Regions from separate parts of the Gossypium arboreum genome. Here region 2 is linked to region 1. A link is a contact called in public Hi-C data. All regions are on one chromosome and are shown on one strand. Each heading gives the region's core, a stretch centred on a gene start, on an enhancer-like site or on the middle of the called end of the contact. The rest is flanking DNA. Distances are from core to core; before and after follow the strand shown. Region 1 holds the start of LOC108484156 (protein tesmin/TSO1-like CXC 6). Region 2 holds the start of LOC108484607 (aquaporin TIP4-1).

Region 1 (3,131 bases), core at 557-3,056:
AGAAAAGCACTCACAGTACCTAACAATAACCAAAAACAAAATGCTAAATGGTACCTGATAAATAAATGCAAGATAAAGATGACAGACCACAACCTTTTAGCAACAAGTTCAAACATACTTACAAATATTGGTCCAAATTAAATAAGAAAATTCAATTGATAATAGATCCTAAATACTTGGTGATCGATAAGCCATATAAACCAACTTGGTGTTAGTTAATAGTTATCTAATGAAGATTGTGTCACATTTCCACAAGCAAACCACTGGTTAAGAGGAAAAGATTAGAGATTCAACTAAAAATTTTTCCTCAAAGAGAATATATATATAACTAAGAATAACAGATCATCTACCACAGACAGAGCAAGAAAATGGAGTAAGCAAAAGCAAGATGCAATTTGAAAAATCACTCTTGTTAGGACAATGCTTCCTAAAAATAGTAAAAGTTAGGCATTTTGCTTAGTTCCACAAAAGATTAACATCACAAACACCATGTAGCACTTTATACTTATGACTTACTGATCGAGCATGTAACTAGAAAGATGAGATAGAATTTAAATATGTGTTAATAAACTTACAACTTCAAGCACCGAGAATTCTTGCAATTGCACTGCTTTTGTTTCTTTGGAGTCCCATCTTTTGCATCAGCATGCACTCTTGGCCTGGACCTTGGGGACTCCTGCTTGCTGGACAAACGTATATATCACAAAGAGTTAAAAACAACATCATGCAACAAGCATATTTCTAGTTACACACAATGTTCTCACTGTTCTACTATCAATAGTGTCAAAAATATTCCAAAGAGGTCTCTTTAAACAGAAAAGGCCGAAGAACCAAAGAACTTACATTGATATTAGAAGTTAAGTTGTTGCTTATTTATAAGACAAGAACAAATAATTGGATTCTAAAATTAGAATATACATACATACATACATACATACATACATACATACATACATACATATATGTCACGAAGAAGAAATGAATCTGCTTAAGGATCAACATAAATACGCTTATTTTCAAAACTAAGATCAACATAAATACGCTTATTTTCAAAACTAAGTAAAATTTTATGGTATAAAAACGTGATAATTATTTTCTAACAAATATAGAAAGGACATTAATAATCTAGAGGACACCAGAAGATTGCATGAAAAGCTACCTCAATTGATACGTTTGCGGCGGAAGCTCCTGAACCGGATGAGGCACCCGTTGCATGACGGTAACTGGCTGTGACGGAGGAGGCGGGGGCCGTATTTGAACTAGTGGCACCGGCGGGGACTGAGGCGACTGCACAGTTTGCGGCTGTAAACACAACCGCAATTGGAGTTCCTGCGGTTGCTGCTGAGACTTTGTCGGCAAAGGCGTTTGCGATTGCCATTGCGGTTGAGGCTGCGACTGCAATTGCATCGGATGATCAGGTAACGCCGCATTTCCCGACGCGCGACACCCCGCCGTGAAATCTAATTGCCTCGCCAATTTCTTCGGTGTGAAATCCGAAACCGTTTCTCCTTGCCCAATCATTCAAACTTCATATAAAAAATTATAAATAAATAAACTGACACTGAATTAAATCGAAATTCAAAAGAAAAAAATAAATCGCAGAGCTATGAATTTTCTTTTGATTTTACCATTCAAAATTCCGTTAACCAAAAAAATAAAGTCAAAGGAAAGATTTTGGAGAACTTGAGAGAGCTAAGCCGCCATAGCTAGAGCATTTGTACGGAAGTGTAAGCTTTTTTTTTTTTTTTTTTCTTCAGTCCCACTTTTCACTATCACTGCCTCAAAATCAAAATCTTTCAATTTGAATTTTTTAAAATAATGGACGGTTAGATTTGTTTCAGACTTAATCAAACGGGTGAAATTGAAAATTTTCTATCGACTGATGAGATTTGGGAGAAGAGTCAGGGTTGAATAATAGCCGTTGGATTACGATATGTTTAGGGCTATTTTCTGGGAAAGTAAAAGGGAGTGGAATTTGGCGCTAATGGAGTCCGAAAGCGATTGAATTCTTGTATTTTTCTTCACACGTGTACGGACAGGATTCGTTTGTGATCTAAAATGGACGGAAGATATTCTTCTAAAAGCCTGCAGAAGCAAACGCTATCGCTTTGACCGATTTATGAGGGACCCTCAGATAATTTAAAATTTGGGACTAAAGATATTTACTTCTTGAAATTGAATTCCTATTTCCTGAACTTTCTAAAAAGTATACATTAAAATTCCAAACTCGACTTCCATTTTGGAATTTTTAAAAAATAAAGAGATTAAAATTTTAAAAATAAAAATATATAGAATTTGTTTTAATAAAATATATATATGTATAGAATTTAAATCCAAAGTCAAGGGAGATATAGGACATATTTTAACCTATAAATAATTAAAATTTATTATTAAAAACTAAAGTAAAATTAATTTTATGTAAGTCCAGAAAATATAATATTTAAAAAAATCAGGAATATATATATATATATATATATATATATAGATACTAAAGCAACAAATAAGTAGTGAACGTTGTTGGAACCATTCCTCCACAGTCAACTTCAAATTGACGAAACCAATATATTACTTAAAAAGATAATCTAGAAAATTTTCATTTTTTCAGCAGGTTGGGCATGCGTTCTAAAAGCTAAGTCAACAGTTAAAATGTGAAAAATTATTTTAAATACGTTAATTAAAAAAACAAAAATTCAGAAAATTTTCAGATACTATAAGAAATGTTAAAAAATTTAATTGGCGTCAACCAAAATAGCTCCATACCTATCAAACATTGACCCGATTAGGGGTTATTTTAAGGCTTCGTTTGTTTGGGCGATTGACTGTGGTGCGGTGCGTTTAACTTACTTTTTGTCTCACGCTACAGTATCGCTACAGTATTTAATCTCACCGCTACCACTGTTTTTACACGAACCGCAGCTAAACACACCGTCCATCCAAACTCACCTTAAATATAAAGGATAAATTAACACTTGTTCTTTTATAATCAAACATAATGAACAAGAAAATAAAAGAGAAGAGAGCAAAATATAACTTACTTTTATTAATCAATTAAAATATTTACAATATTTTTTAATGTCTATTTTATAAACATAAGAAATACAAACGAAATTAAACTATACTTCTAATGAATA
Region 2 (3,049 bases), core at 156-2,655, 240 kb after region 1:
AATAATTTTTTTATAAAAATAAAAATAAAAATAAGAATCATTTAATTATTTTTGGTGTCATAAGAATGTCAATTTTAAACATAAGATTCAAAATAAACATACAAGCAACAATAATTTCTAAATAAAAATGTTAAATTTCTAATAAATATTCATGAAATTCAAGATTATAAATCAATCAATTTTAATTTCTTCAAAGATTTACGTTAATAAACCTCTAAAATAATTACTCAACCAAGACGCTAGAAATCTCATACAAAATCAATATTTCAAAATCCTTCAATAAATAAAAAACTAAATCTTACATAAAATTCTAATTTATCACAAGAAAAGCCATAATCCTACTTTTCTTGAGATTAATCAATAAAGCTTGGAAAGAAAAGAATTTTTTTATATAATTAGGAGGCTCACTTGAAAGTATTGAAAGATTAATCATCATATTGTAGAAATTCTATAGAATATATATGAAAGGATGAGAGAATTTAAAAAAAAAGTGATGAGTGTAGAAAGAAAATTAAAGGATTAGGGATTTTGAATTTTCGTAGCGGAGAGAAATTAATTTATCTTTATATAAAATAATTTCATTTCAAAAATTTTGGTGGATCATTTTTAAATTTGGGTGAACTACATCATCAGTCATTAAACTATGAGTAAGTTTTTATTTTGGTCAGTTAATTAAAAAAGTTAAAATTTGGTCACTGAGCTATTCAAAATTTTTCATTTAAGTTACTAAACTATTTAAAAGTTTTTATTTAAATAACTAGGCTGTTAAGTTTTTTTTTTTAAAATGTTCCGTTAGTGATCTCTAAGCGACAATTCGACGATCGGTACGATAAATTAGTACCCATTGATGAGTAGAACAAACCTTAGATTTAAGTCGATTTGATGGTCAGTGAAGGAGATCGGAGAAAAAAGATATTTGAATTTTGGTTTACAGATTCGTGATGTCCAAATTTGTTTTATGAAAAAAATATTAAACTGTAGAAGAGGAAGGGAAAGTGGGCTTTTGATTGGTGTAGGTACGTAATGCGAACAAAGAAAGCCATATAGAATCGATTTTAATAGTCTAGTAACTTAAATGAAAACTTTTGAATAGTTTAGTGATTAAATTGTAACTTTTTTTTAGTTAAGTAACCAAAATAAAAACTTACCCATAATTTAATGACCAATGGTGTAGTTTACCCTTAGATTTTTGTGGACTCTTTTTCAGAGTTTGTTTGGATCAATTCACTAATTAAAAAATATATATACTTTTTTTTACATTTTGTTTGTAATCCTAATATTTTGAAGACTCAACTAAAAGTCTAAAATGTGTTGAAGTTTAGGATTAATTTGAAATATGTTATAGATTGAGGACTTGGGACACAATTAACCCTAAACAAAATAGTCGAACCATGAGGCTTACGCTTATATACATCGTCCATCTCATCGAGCCAAGTACAGTAAAGTGAGCTACCAATTATCTTAAAGCCTGCCATATAATCATATAACCAGGCTCCGTCGTGGTACTCTCCGGCCACCACAATGCCGAAAATTGCCTTGGGAACAAGCCTAGAGGCTGCTCAGCCTGACTGCATCAAAGCTCTTGTCGTCGAGTTTATCACCACTTTCCTTTTCGTCTTCGTTGGAGTAGGAGCTGCCATGGCTGCCGGTAATTTCCAGTTATTCATTAACTTGATTTCCATCATTTTCATGGATCATCGTACTTTTTTTTTTTACATGTTTTTGTGATTGTGAACAGATGAGTCGGGGGCAAATGCGCTGGTGGGATTGTTTGCTGTGGCGGTGGCTCATGCCCTTGTCGTCGGCGTTATGATATCGGCCGGACACATATCAGGCGGCCATCTTAACCCAGCCGTCACGCTTGGGTTGCTATTCGGTGGTCACATCACGGTGGTCCGTGCGATCCTCTACTGGATCGATCAGTTGTTGGCATCTTCAGCTGCTTGTATACTTCTCAAGTATCTCACTGGAGGATTGGTAAGAAATAGAGCTATGAATACAGTGAATTGGGTTGGATCCATATTAGATGAATTCGGGTTTGAAATTTATGGGATCGTTTCAGATTGACATCATTTAGTAGTTGGATCATTTCATGGTTCTAAGTGAAGACGATTTTGATTTTGATTTTGATTTTTCAACGAATTGAATTGGAATTAATGTAATTAAATTTCGGATGAACAACTTTGTTTTTGCAGAACACTCCGGTTCACACATTAGCAAGTGGAATGGGGTTCCTTCAAGGTGTTATATGGGAGATTATTCTCACATTCGCATTGCTGTTCACAGTGTATGCCACCATAGTAGACCCCAAGAAAGGTTCCATCGATGGGCTAGGTCCAATGCTCACTGGCTTCGTCGTTGGGGCCAACATCTTAGCCGGTGGAGCTTTCTCGGGTGCTTCAATGAACCCGGCTCGGTCATTCGGACCGGCTCTAGTGAGCTGGAACTGGACCGATCACTGGGTTTACTGGGTGGGACCCCTAATCGGAGGTGGCCTTGCTGGCTACATATATGAGAACTTCTTCATCGTCAGAACCCATGTTCTCCTTCCCCAGAATGAAGCCTTTTAAGCTTTTAATTTCAGTAACATTAGAATAGCCGCTTTCTCTCTCTCTTGTCTGTCTATGTATCAACTTTCAAGTGTGTTTGCTTCCTCCACTTATAGAGAGCTTCATCTATTTTGTATATTTTCTTTACATTATCTATTTTGTTAATTAAATAAGATTTTCATTTTGTTGTTCCCTAAACAAATTTATTGTCAATCAAATTGAGAATTGCTCCGATTTGAAGAGTTTGGATGATGTTCATAAAAATATAAGTTAAATAATCACGGTCACTCAAACTCTATCGGATTGTTTATAATTAATTAAAATTTTATGATTAGAAATACATATTTTATATTTAAAATAATTAAAATAACTTAAAATTTCTATATAAAAATGTTTTTCCACAAAAAAATATGGTTTAAGAGTTATTAATTTTTTATTTACTTGAAATATTGTTTTATAAAAAATACTTATGAAAATATTTTGAAACTTCATCAAACAAT

What was found. Hi-C and Micro-C count contacts between places; a contact is called where the count stands out from the background.
Region 2: a Hi-C map of leaf shows a contact between it and region 1, with 2.2 times the contacts expected there. The contact joins the promoter of LOC108484607 here to the promoter of LOC108484156 in region 1. A contact is called at or near these places in 2 of 5 Hi-C or Micro-C datasets (both in leaf).

The regions. Positions count from the first base shown.
Region 1 is chr6:106,534,443-106,537,573 of ASM2569848v2, forward strand. It overlaps LOC108484156 (protein tesmin/TSO1-like CXC 6), which reads right to left and starts at 1,807. Exons shown (of 9, transcript XM_017787844.2): 1 at 1,629-1,807; 2 at 1,160-1,526; 3 at 576-683; 4 at 1-19. The coding sequence starts at 1,521.
Region 2 is chr6:106,773,771-106,776,819 of ASM2569848v2, forward strand. It overlaps LOC108484607 (aquaporin TIP4-1), which reads left to right and starts at 1,406. Exons shown (of 3, transcript XM_017788459.2): 1 at 1,406-1,648; 2 at 1,739-1,977; 3 at 2,196-2,751. The coding sequence starts at 1,522. The coding sequence ends at 2,570.